Linked DNA regions of Oryctolagus cuniculus: region 1 is linked to region 2. The links are chromatin contacts, called in public Micro-C maps. All regions are on one chromosome and are shown on one strand. Each heading gives the region's core, a stretch centred on a gene start, on an enhancer-like site or on the middle of the called end of the contact. The rest is flanking DNA. Distances are from core to core; before and after follow the strand shown. Region 1 holds the start of LTBP2 (latent transforming growth factor beta binding protein 2). Region 2 overlaps ISCA2 (iron-sulfur cluster assembly 2).

Region 1 (6,108 bases), core at 1,217-3,716, 74 kb after region 2:
AGCCGGAAGCCAGGAACTCCATCTAGTTCTCCCACCCGGGCGGCAGGGGCCCGAGCCCTTGAACCATCATTGGCTGCTTCCCCAGGAGGAATCAGCGGGCAGCTAGATTGGAAGTGGAGCAGCTGGGACTGGAACAAGCACCCGGATATGGGATGCAGGTCTCCCAGGCGGTGACTTCACCCGCTGCACTACAACACCCTCCGGTCCCTCCAACCTGATTTTAAGTCACTGAGTTGCTCTCCCAGCAGGAGCCACGCCCTGGTCTCTGGGCCCCATCCCCTTTCTCCCGTTCCACGTGCACTCTCTTTAGAGCATCTGTTCACTCGCAGTCAGGACAAGAAAAAAAAAAAAAAAAAAAAACAGCAGCACAGGTGCCCTATGAATACCTGTTGACTGACCCTCCGCGGAAGCAGCCGGGCAGTGCCCGGTCTACTCTCTGCCAGATGCCAGCCGGCCCTTTCCTGGGCAGCAGGGGGTTCACGCGCCCGCTCACAAGTCACTCAACGGACACCTAGTGAACCCCAGGTGCAGACACGGTTCGAGGCACCAGTAACCCAGAAATGAGAAAACAAAGCCCCTGCTTTCCCACACCCTGCATTAGTACGGGCTGGGAGGCCAGATCCTAAACACAAACAGAGCATACCGGATGGAGAAAGCGCTGTGGAGAACCATAAGGCAGCCGGGACAGTGAGAGAGGACCGGGCAGGAGTGGAGGGAGGAGGCTGGCCCAGCAGAGAGCAGGATGAGGCCAAGGACCACAGTGCAAGCAAGGGCCACGAGGCCTCAGGAGCAGGACTGGGGGTGCATGCGGCCCTCACGCTGCTCCCCAGGACCAAACCCTACTAAAACTCACGCCCGGGCCAAGCAGGGCTGCCAGAGCCCTTCCCAGCCTTGCGGAGGGTCCCCCGTGCCCGGGGCTCCGGGGTCTTCAATCTAGAGACACCTGTCAGACTCGGGCCAGGCTGAGCCCCCTGGGCCATGAGGAGCCGGGGTGGAGGATGGGGGTCTTCGCTGGGCGACAGCACCCCCGCAGCGAGCAGGGGGCGGCACCCCCAGAGGATTGGAACGAGGCTTAGCCCTGCAAGTCGCGCCACACACGCTAGAGCACTCCACTCTCCACGTACGTACGCACCGTGCAGACGCTACATCCGGATCGACGTCCTGTCCGCAGTGCCCCCAAGCGCGCGCCCATTCCACTCCCAGCCCACTGGCGCCTTAACCCATACACGTGCCCGGGCGCGCGGCTTCGTTGTCAGTCCCTTACCAGAGGATGTCGTCTGCTTGGGCCCCGTAGCCCCCCGTAACCTTGCCCCGGCCCAACCTCCCCAGTGCCCCCAGCTCCAGGCGCAGACACCCGGGGCTTCCTGGTCGCAGCGTCGCCGGCGTCTGCTGCCCGGATGCGCGAGCTGAGCGCGGGAGGAGCGCGTGCGCGCCAGAGGCGCCCTGCGAAGGCACTGGACATTGGGGCTCGTGGCGAGCTGGCCAGAAAGGGAGAGGATGAGCTAGGGCTTTGCCCGGACACCCGGAAAGCGGGTCTGAGCGTGGCCCTGGAAACTCGAGGCTGCTTCCCCGCGGAGGGACCGGGGCATGGCCGGCTTCCACTTCGCGCCCGCACTCCCCTCCGCGAAGGAGCGCACGGGAGCCCCCGCGCGCACTCCTCGCGTCCCGCTCGCTTCCCTTTCCCATGCTCACCCGGTGAGCCGCCCTCGCGGAGCGGCCCCGGGCCGTTGCGGGGTCCGGCTGCGCAAGAGAGCCGGCGCGGCCCGGGCCCAAGGTGCGGGCTGCGGCTGGCCCAGGGCGCTGTTTCTCCGGTTCTGCGCAGGTGGCTGGACTCGGCGCGGCTGCTGCGCGCGGGGCGGCCTCCTGGCCTCCGCCTCGGCTGACCTCCTGGGGCTCCCCCAGCCCGGCGGGGTCCGCTCCGCGGGCGGCAAGCCCGGGACGGGCGGGTCCTGCTCGCGGAACAGGCTGTACACCTTGGCTGGGTTAGCGGCGGCCGGGTGGCTAACCGCAGGGCGCCGCAGCCGGTTCGCGTCCCTGCCAGACGGCTCGTATCTCCCCACCGGGTCCCTCTGGGCATGGCCCATGACCACGAAGAGGGCCAGGACGAGTGGAAGGAAGCCCCGCCGGGGGTTCCACCGGGGGCGCCCCGGGTGGCGGGAGGTGGCCGGCAGCCCCATGGCGCAGGAGGCAGCTGGAGAGCGGAGCGCGAGGGGGGACCGCGCCGGGCTCAGTCGTGGGTGCGCCCGGCCGCCCGCGGACTGCTCTGCCGACCCGCCTGGCGGTCCGAGTCTGCGGGCCTAGGGGGTCCTGAGGGCGGCCGCTGGGGGGCCGAGCTGCCCCCTGAGTCTGGAGTCGGCGCTGCGTCTCCAGCCGGGCGCCCACGGCCGCTGCCCCGGCGCTGCAGCCGTCTGAAGGGGATTCGGAGGGTTTTATTTTTGGAAACCTCCTCCTGCTTTTTCGGCTCTTTTATCCACACCATGCCCCCTCCTCGGAGGGACAGCTCGGCCCCCTCATTACGGAGAGGGAGACAGGAATTCCAGCAACACCCACTTTGGCACCGGGAAGCGGGCGGGCGGCGAGGGGGATTAACCCGTGAGGAACTGAGGACTGGCCGGGCAGATGGCGTGTGCCGGGACAGGGGCCCCGGAGCTACCCTTCTCCGGCCCTGGCCGAGCTCGCACTGCTAACCGGTCCCGAGGTAATCTGGCCTTGACCTCGAGGACAAACTCCCGGACGGATGACCGGGGCGGCAGCCTGCAGTCAGGGGGATGCGGGAGCGGTCCAGAGGCCTGGGAAACAGGTACAGAGCCCAGGGCAGGTGCGCCCGGGCCCTCTCGCCGCCTGCCCCGGCCGCTGGGGGCGCCCACCGCGAGTGCGGGCTGGCGCCGGGGCAGCGCCGGGAGCTCCCGGGCCCGGGCCGCGTGGGCGCGCGCGCCCCCTGGTGGAGCCGGCCGCAGGCTCGGCGTAGCGGCCGCGGTGGAGCCGGGCCGGGGGAGCAGCCTTGGCAGCTTCGGCTTCATCAATCCCCGGCCTGCCTCTTTTTCACAGAGGTTCAGGCCCAAAGCCTCTTGAATAAGGGCACACAAGGAGACGCTGTGTGTCCAAGAGGGGGCAGGGACGCCGGCCTCCTGCCTCTGGGTCAGAGTCCTACTCCAGCCCTCACTCCCTGGAGTGGGATTCCACGGGTGCATCTTTCTGCGCTGGCTCCCGTCTCTCCATCCAGTGATATCTTCCCTGTTTCTGTGTCCCCTCCCGTGGTTGCCTCTGTAGCTGATATTTTGGATGGTCGGAGCCTGTGCAGGGACAATCGGAAGCAGCTGCGTTTTCCTCTGCTTGGGGCTTCAACCCACGGCGGTGAATGTCCGGGGTCCCTCCCTTTGGTGACACCTGGGGCAAGACCCTTTGCCTGCCTACCCCTGCCAGGGTGGTTTCCTAAGATCAGTGCATACGCACTGGAGGCTGCTCCTGTTCCAATCAAAACCTCACCGTTGAGTCAGTGTTCCATTCAAGTGAACACTGCCCCTGCCCCCCAGGCCTGTCCCTTGACCAGAGACCCCACAGCGGGGAGCCGGGCGTGGTCTGTCTTTCTGAGCCTCCCTTTCTGCAGAGGTTTCTCCATGTCAAGGTACCAGGAGAGGGAAGGAGCAAACTCTACTGGAACAGGTGTCCAGTCCTGGCTTCTCCTACACTTGTGTGCTCTTGGAGGTGTGTGTGTGTGGGGGGGGTCTCTTTGGAGGACCTCCACCCAGCACTACCATCTGGGACACGGGGGTGCCTGTAGCTTCCAGCAACGCAGCCGGCCTCCGTGGAGGGCTGGCCTTGGGGAGCCCGCCCGTCTCCTCTTCCACAGGTGACCTGTGCCAGGCTCTCACTGTAGGGGGCGCGAGGGCACTCTGCACCCTGCTTTCCAGCCCTCGGCGCTCGGCTGGCTGCCTTTCATTTGGAGACCTGGCTCCTGCGCGGGCTCTGATCCTTGTGGAACCTGTTTTGCCTTTAGGGAAGCCTCGTGGAGCGTGAGCCTGGTTAGCCTCTCCTGGCTGGGCTCGGCAGCTTCCGCACACCTCCTGAGCCTGCAGGAGAAGTCCTGGTCAGCATCCTACAAAGCCATTCACGGTGCGGCTCCCCAGGCCACACGAGCGCTCTGGCTTCCCCAGAGCCTGGAACTGCCCTTGGCTCTATGAGACAGCCAAGCAGTGGCAGGGCTGCAGCGGCTAACTGAAGGAAAGAATAAGCCCGTCAAGGGCTAGGAGCCGCACGCCCATTTTCAGGGAGAACGACTGAGTCCCGAGTGGTAGCTGTTGGTCCAAGTTTCTGGCCTTGCGTCTTCAGGATTGGCTCCGGAGGCCCCTAGCCCTTGCATCTGGGGACGAACGTCACATCCCAGTTCCTGGAATGTTCTGTTCCCTCCACGCCGACCTTTCCTTGCCCAGGTAGCTGCCCCGGCTCTGCAGGTGCAGCTCGCTTGCTCGCCCCTACCTGCCCCGTGCCTTCAGGAAGCTCACCTCGTCCTCCCCCAGCGCTCACCTCGCAGCCCCCTGAGCCTCGCCGGGCCAGAAACCTTGGCGTCATCTGCGTCCCTGAGCTATTTTTTCCTCCTATGTGTCCAAGTCATTATTACTGCTCCGTCTCCTCCGTCTGCATTTCTGGACGTCTGCCGCCCATTCAGCCTCTCGCCGTGACCTCAGCCCCAACCCTCCCTCGCCACCCAGTGCCTGCCCACTCCGCAGCCAGGACAAGGGGTCCCTGTAAATTCCCTCCCTGTGCTCCTGGGGACCCCCCAGCATGGCTGATCTACTCCGAAGACCCACAGCAGCCGCCCGTCTGCGCGTCTGCCCCTGGCTGCCCGCCCCTCCCCTCGCCTGGAATTCTGCAACCTGTTGATGCCGCGCTTTGGAATCGCCACTCTCATAAACACTCGAGTTCTGTTCTTTTATTTTTTTTTTTAAGCTGCCAAAATTTATGGAGTCCTCTACGGTCCAAGCGCTGTGTTAAGCGTGCTCCATAACTTGGCTCGTTTCACCAAGGGAAGGCGGCGTTTTGGTTTCCACACAGACAGCGAAGAACACGGGCTGGAAACGACTCCCGGCTTGCCCGAGATCACACAGCTAGCTGCTCGGTGGCAAGTGCAGGATTCAAGCATGGTCGGTTCTCCCCACTGGCACCCGAGCTCTTAGGAATGCACCCTCCCACCTCCCCTCTTAAGTGGTCCATCACTGGGGTGGGGGTGGGGGGTGTCATCACCAAAGTCCTGAATTCCCGAATGGTCACACTTGTCACACTTCCATTCCCTGGAGATGGGGAGTTTCCAGAACTTTCTCCCCCCACCCCCCGCGCTCTGCACGGTGAAAGAACAGGGGCTGTTTATGAGGGCGCCTGACTCACGGCATCCCCACCCTGCTCCCCACTTCCTCCCTAATGAGGCCACAGAATGCTGGTGGCCGAGCCCAGTCGCCCATCTCTTGGCTCCAGGAAGGGAAGTCATCTCTGGAAAGCCCCACCGAGAGAGTCCCAAGGTGCTGATAAAGAGATTCCGGCACAGGCACACGATGCCGGGGTCGGCAGGCTGCTGGGTGCCCAGGGCAAGCTCACTGTGCCCCCACGTCTTGCTGGAATAGTGCTGGCGGCCGGAGGGCTCTCTGAACCCGAACTAATGTGGTAAATAAGGACCCGGAGCAAGGACCGGTCTCTGCTGCCTGTGCTCCGGCGCAGGCTCTCCGCAGACGGAATTCTGGGGAGCTTTCTTCTTTGGAAGCGCCTAGACCTCCAGCCCTGAATTCCTCTCCCCAGGAGAGCTTGCTCCCCTGCTCAGAACAAAGAACAGGCTTCCTGGTTAATCAGGAGTCGGGATGCTGAAGGAAGGCTAGCTGGACACACAGCCTTCCAGATGGGAGCAGCGCACAGGCTCCGGGGGTCCTTGTGCAGACACCCGGCGGCCGGGACCCCGGTACTGAGCAGAGAGAGGCCTCCTGGGCCCACAGAAGCTGCCAGAGCCCCTCTGCTTCAGACACCGCAGTGTGACATCCCGTAGAACTCACCACCACCCTGCCCTGGCCGGCCAGTGCCTGTCCCTGGCCCCCCACTCCCCACCCCTCAAGCCTGACTTGCTGC
Region 2 (6,296 bases), core at 2,775-5,274:
TCCTATCTGCCTGGTTTAAGTTCAAGGGGGTCTATAACTGTCCCAGCAAAAGCCACTGAACGTAGCAGGCTTAGTAAACGTTGGCTACGTCGATTTGGCCTTTACAGCCGGATCATGTGCTCTGCGGACACAATTATGATCGTCTTCATTTTGTCACCCTGAGACCATTCCTGAGTCTGTAGAGGCCCAGCAAATGCACTCGCCCCCGGCTGAGCCATCTGTGGCCAGCACTTGCTTCCCGGTCGCGGGGGGCTGAGGAGCAGGCAGGGGTGCAGGTGCGCACCTCCCCTGGAGCCCTTACCCATGCACTGCCCACTGTCGGGGGAGGGCCGGAAGCCAGGCTCACACAGGCAGCTGAAGGAGCCATCCGTGTTTTCACAGCGCCCTCTCAGACACGGGTCTGCGCCTGCACACTCGTCCACGTCTGGAACACAGACGGCCATCAGCGGCCCCTGCTGTGGGGTCTGGGTATCTTCCTCTGGGCTCTGGGTAGCCCACAGCAGGGCTGGGGAGTGGCTTGGGGTAGGAAAGCCAGAGGCTGGGCTGGAGGGAGGGGCCCTGGAGCTGGGCAGCAAGGGGTGCATGGGGAGCCCCCAGGAAAGATCCTGGGTCCCTTCCTGGCCCGCTTGCTGGCTCCCTCCACACACCCCCACCTCCCACCTTCTCATCCCTAGGTGGGGAGTCAGGGGGGGGTGCATGAGCATACTCCGGGATTGGTATTAACATGAGCTCTAGACACGGCCTCCAGGGCCCCTCCGGCTGGCCACTGGACACGCTCTGGCGTCTCACCCTGGCAGCTGGTGCCTCCCTCAGTGCTGGCAAAGCCAGGCGCACAGAGGCAGAAGAAGGACCCGGGGCTGTTGAGGCACTCGCCGTGGGGCGCACAGTGCTCCTCCTCGCGGCACTCATCCACATCTGCAGGACAGGGCGGGCAGTGGGTGTCCCGGATGTGTGTGTCCTCCCATCCTCGCTGCCCCCGCCCCAACGCCAGCGGGGAGACCTGGGCCGCTCACCCTCACACACGGTGCCATTGGCCAGCTGGAAGCCCTGGGGACACAGGCACTGATAGGAGCCCTCCGTGTTCCTGCACTCGCCTCCTAGGCAGATGCTCTGGGCGTCTTCGCACTCATCCACATCTGCAGGCCACGTGGAGGAGGGAGGCCGCCAATGGCAGCAGCACCCAAGGGCGGGGCCAAGGGCAGGTTTCTCGGGGCCCTGTCACCTGCCCGGGCCCTGGCAGCTCCCCTGCCCCCCGCTGGGCTTCTCCAGCTCTGCCCACACAACACCCAGGACCCTCGGCCTGGGGTGGCCAGGACCCTCTGACCGCATCATGTCTGCAAAGGCTTGGAGTTCAGAGAAGCCAGGGGAAAACAAGTATGAAATAAACCCAGAAACTGACACAGAGACCCTGAGAAGGCGGCAGAAACTCCCTGCTGAAAGTTGGCTACAGATTGCTCGGGACCGGCCAGTGTTCTCCAAAGTAAGGTCCCAACACCCATCCTGGGGAGGAACACTCGGGGCACTTGTCAGACAACAGATTCCCAGGGCCCCTCTGGAGTCTGGTCTCGTAGGGCCAGGACGAGGCCCAGGCAGCTGCCGGAGACCAGGGCCCCTCGGTGATGCGGAGTTCCACGCCCCCACTGCACCCAGACCTGCAGCTACCTTTCTGGTTTCTGTCCTCAGGTCGGGGGTGGGAGGGGGCACTCTGCTCACTCCCTTCTCCAAGAGTGAAGGGCCAGCCCCCTGCATCCCCGCTGTGCGCCCCCTGCCCCTGGGGGGCTTTTACCCTCGCAGGTGCGGCCCAGGGGGCTGGGCTGGTAACCAGCATCGCAGTCCTTGCAGGAGAAGGAGCCCACGGTGTTGGTGCAGACCCCCGTGGGGCACATCCCTGGGAAGGTGCACTCGTCCAGGTCTGGGCAGAGAGAGGGCCATCATTGTCAGTGACCGCGAGGGACCAGCAAGGCCTCGCCGCACTTCTGGGCCCCTGGTGAGGGGCAGCCCCTCTCCCTTTGTGCCCCGTCCCTAGGATGCTGCAGGAGCAGCTCTGCCCTCGGCTTCCCTCTTGGGCATTATGGGTCCTTGGCCTAACCTGGAACCCCTCAGTGTCAGCCCAGAGCTGAGGGCAAACAGAATTCTTGGGGGCGGGTGCAGGTAAGAAGGCCCACACACTCTGTGCCCTGCGCCCAGCCCCAGCCCACCCTCCTCAGGGTACCTTCGCAGGCAGTGCCGTCTTCATTCACCCAGTACCCACTCTCGCACGCCAAGCAGGTGAAGGAGCCCTGGGTATTGAGGCAGAGGCCCGTGGGGCACGAGGCTCGGCTGGCACACTCGTCCACATCTGAAACAGGCCGTCGGGGACAGATGTGCCAGGACAGCCAGCAGCTGTCAGGCGGGCAGGGGCACAGGGGAGGATGGGTCTCGGCAGGGAAGTGTTGGGTCAGCGTGGCTAAGGATGCAGGGTTGGGCACGGACGGGGCTGGGGGCGTGTGCCGAGGGGAAGGGGCCGTAGGCCGGGTTTGTCTGTGCAGGAAGGGGCCTGGGGCGTCTTTGTACCTTGGCAGCCCTTCTCGTCGGAGGTGGCCTCATAGCCCTGCTCACAGGAGCATCTGAAGGAACCTTCCAGGTTGACGCACTTCCCATGGGCACACAGCCCGGGGGTCAGACACTCGTTCACATCTGGGGGGAGAAGCCCAAGCCGGCGGGCTGGCTTAGAGTGTCTCAGGCACAGGCCAGGGAATCAGCATCCACTGTGGAGGCCACGAGGCCAGGCTCCGCAGTCCACCCCAGCGCTCACTTCAGCTCTGTCCCGCATCATGGAGCAATGCCCCCATGTGTTCTAGAAAGGGGGACAGGGTCGCTCAGCCCTGGGGCTGGTTTGGCCAGCTGAGGACACTCGGACTGAGGCGTTCCAGGCCCCTGACCCATCTCAGTGTGGCTCTGAGCCCCGCTGGCCTCCTACCTGCCAACCACCCAGTGCATGTTCCCAGCCCTAACCCAGCTTCAGCAGGTGGGCGGGCAGCGTGACCAGAAGCCAGCAGTGCCGGGGTGGCTGTGGCCGTCTCCGGGGCCTGGGAAACATCTGCCCTCTGCAGAGCCTCAAAGAATCCATTCAAAACTCAGTCCCTCCCAGCATCCTGAAGCCTCTTCCTGTGGGGGCTGAGGGAACACCCCTCCTGCCACTCACACCCAGCCCCCGCTCAGCGCGGGGTGCCATCTAGATGCCGCTGTGACAAGCAGAGGAGCCGAAGCCCCCACGGTCCCAGGACTGCGGAGGGACCGGCTGCTGGCTCTCACCACTGGCTCTCCACCCCACCCCACCCCGCGGGAGCTTGGACTCCGGCTCCAGAGCGGATGTGGCAGAAGAGCCCCCCCACCCCCCAAACTGGCTGACTCAGCGGGCAGAGCCCCAGTTCCCGGAGCACACCCTTCTCATGCCCGATGCCGGATCACGGAGCACAGCTGCTCGCATCTGCCCGCCTCGCCCTCCCCGAGCCCCCTCCCCTGTGCCCTGGCAGGCAGCCCTCACCTACACAGCTCCCGCTCTGGCCCCTGTAGCCCTCCTCACAGGCCAGGCAAGTGTAGGAGCCCGGGGAGTTGACGCATCTCCCGTCGGGGCAGGTGCCAGGATGACGGCACTCGTCAATATCTGCAAAACAACAGCCCTTCCCTCAGCGGCGGTCCCTGGGAACCCCAGCCCATGGGCAGCTCGGCGACCACGCACATCCTTGACCCTGCCCTTGGTTGGGGAGGGACGTGAGTTTCTGCACAGATGAAGAGTAGGAAACAGTGAGAGTCTCCCTGTGTTCCCAACTCCACCTCCCACCCACTGTCCCAGACCAAAGAGATGAACAGAAGAACTTGTGAGAAAGGGAGACACTCCCTGGGTGGGCGCAGGGGGCCGTGGTCACCACCAGCTGTGGGAGGGTGGGAGAGCCGACAGGGATGGGCCTCCACCTCGCCCTGGGTCAGTTCTGGATCCTTTACATGCAGGGACCATTACCAGGATAGGACATGCCTGCTGCAGTGGCCAGTGGGGGCTGCTGCCTGGGGCTCTGATCCCCCCCAGGGGCAGGGAGCAGAGATGGGCTGCTCTGCACAGGAAGTGAGGATGCACGCCAAGCCCAGCCCCGGAGCTCGGTGCAGCCCAAAGGCTTCTCTGGCGGGCAGGGGTCAGACCCTCCTTCCGGCCGAGAGCCATGGAGGTCTCCCCACACCCATGATACAGAGGGATGAGTCTGGGCACCAGCTGGTCAGGCAGGGTCAGAGCACAGCCTGTCTGCAGGGGACTGAGGCCAGCAGAGGTCACTAAAGAGCAGGACGTGGGCAGGAAGTGGAGGTGGCAGGGTCTGCAGAGTCAGGACACATCAAAGCCATCGGTCCTCGGGGACCTGGATCCTCTCAAGCTCCACCCTGAGTGTCCAGAAGAGGGAGCCCCCCCGCCCCTCGGCAGGCGGTGACTCAGGTGGGTGTCTACGGGGAGACGCCCATGACTCTGAGGCAATCTTGGGGACACGTGGACAAGGCTCATCTCTGCAGAGAGCCCAGAGCAGTCCCAGTGGTGCTGTGATGACACCAGGCGGGACTCTCCTAAGGGGTTCTAGGGGCGGGCGTTTGGGGCAGTGGTTAAGATGCGGCTTGGGATGCCTGCATCCCATGTTGGAATGCCCACTTCCTGCTAATGGGCACCCTGGGAGGCAGCAGGTGATGGCCCAAGTTGTTGGGTCCCTGCCACCCACGTGGGAGACCTGGATTGAACCCTTGGCTTTAGGAATTTCAGCCTGGCCCAGCTCTGGCTGTTGTGGGTATTTGGGGGAGTGAATCAGTGGATGGGAGATCTCTATCTGTTTCTGTCTTTCTCTCTGTCTCTCTGCCTTTCAAATAAATAGGATAAAGAAATAAACATTTTTCTAAGGGGTTCCTGAGAGAGAGAATGAGTAGGATCAGGACACCTGCCCCCAGACGAGGGCAGGCTGCACCCTGGCCTGCTGGCCTTGGCTGAGCTCTCTGCACACGTGGGCAAAGGCGTTGGGAATGACAGGCAACTCCTGCTTCAGAGCTATGAGGCTTTGCAGGTGAAAAGAAAGCAGCATAAGTCCTTGCCGAGAAAAACAGAGGCTTTCCCCCTGCTGCAGGGGCCAGGCAGCTCAGGAAGGAGACCAGATGCAGCAGGAGCGGAGGGCTCGAGTGCCCTGTCCCACCCGTGCTGGGCACCTCTCCTGGAGCTGGTGCAGGGAGTGTCCCGTGCTGCATCTCTAGGAGACATGGGTGCTTATTAACACTGGGCAGGAAGTGTTCCAGCCCTCCACACTCTGGGCCACAGCAGGTATCTGCCTCCTGGGCCCTTGTGGTCAGGCAGGGCTGGGAGACTAGTGCTGCCTGATGAGCTGCGAGTGGGCAGGATGTGTGTGATTTGTGGACCAAGCCTGTTAATTGTGTTCCACTCTCCAGACGGCTCCCTCTTCTGTCCAGGGAACTGGCCACATCCCAGAGACTGGCTGTTCCCTCAACCGAGTCCTGGAGGGAGCAGCAGAGCCCCCAGCTGACCCGCGTTGGACATGAGGCCTTGATGAGACCCTAGCCGGGCTAAGGCTGGGCTTGCCTGTTGATGCAGCAGAACCCAGTCCATCCTGGCACCTCTGCGATGGCCACATGTGTGCAGTCTGACAGCAGGTGGGTGCGGGAGGCCAGGAGAGCAGAGCAGCCCCTCAGCTCCACTTGAGCAGGGAAAGGATCCCTGCGTGGCAGTGGATGCGACCCAGTGGTTCCCCAAAGGAGCCAGCTGAAGGCTCTGGATCGCAGCAGCAGATTCCCTGGGATTCTTCCCCAGCCTCCTGGGACCTGCACTGGAGCCAGTCACGGAGCGGAGATTGTTCTGTCTAGTCTAGGGTTTGGATTTCATTTTACGTTAAAAAATTATTTATTTATTATGTGATTCATTTGAAGGGGACATGGGGGAGAGAGAGAGAAAGAGAGAGATCTAGCCACTGTTCACATTCCAAATACCTGCACTGGCTAGGGCTGGGTCAGGTGGAAACCGGAAGTCGGGAACTCTGTCTCCCACATGAGTGGCAGGGATCCAGGGACTTGAGCTGTCTCCCGCCGCCTCCCAGGGTGCATCAGCAGGAAGCTGGCACCCACAGCGGCACCCTGACAGGGCTGTGGGCCTCCTCAGTGGCATCTGAATGGCTAGACCCTCAAGACCACGCCTGGAGTTTGACTTTTAGTCTAATATTATGGCATGTTTTGGCAAGCTTTGGTACTCTGGTTGTCAGGGGCAGGAGGTGTCTGTTATGTCT

What was found. A called contact is a pair of places that touch in the nucleus more often than the background predicts.
Region 1: a Micro-C map of ear pinna shows a contact between it and region 2, with 4 times the contacts expected there. The contact joins the promoter of LTBP2 here to the enhancer-like site in region 2. A contact is called at or near these places in 4 of 6 Hi-C or Micro-C datasets (ear pinna, embryonic fibroblasts, psoas muscle and 1 more).

Annotation. Positions count from the first base shown.
Region 1 is chr20:20,676,793-20,682,900 of mOryCun1.1, forward strand. LTBP2 (latent transforming growth factor beta binding protein 2) reads right to left here and starts at 2,467. Exons shown (of 36, transcript XM_008272051.4): 1 at 1,693-2,467. The coding sequence starts at 2,177.
Region 2 is chr20:20,601,422-20,607,717 of mOryCun1.1, forward strand. All of the region lies in intron 3 of ISCA2 (iron-sulfur cluster assembly 2), which reads left to right. LTBP2 (latent transforming growth factor beta binding protein 2) reads right to left here. Exons shown (of 36, transcript XM_008272051.4): 19 at 3,527-3,646; 20 at 2,554-2,676; 21 at 2,213-2,338; 22 at 1,787-1,912; 23 at 1,014-1,136; 24 at 790-915; 25 at 302-424. Among named protein-coding and RNA genes, the nearest start is that of ISCA2, 17 kb to the left of the region's middle. Within about 2 kb of position 4,025, at least 1 of the 8 cell types and tissues checked has an H3K27ac peak or open chromatin away from gene starts, as enhancers often do. A contact at or near this core is called in ear pinna, where this site is marked.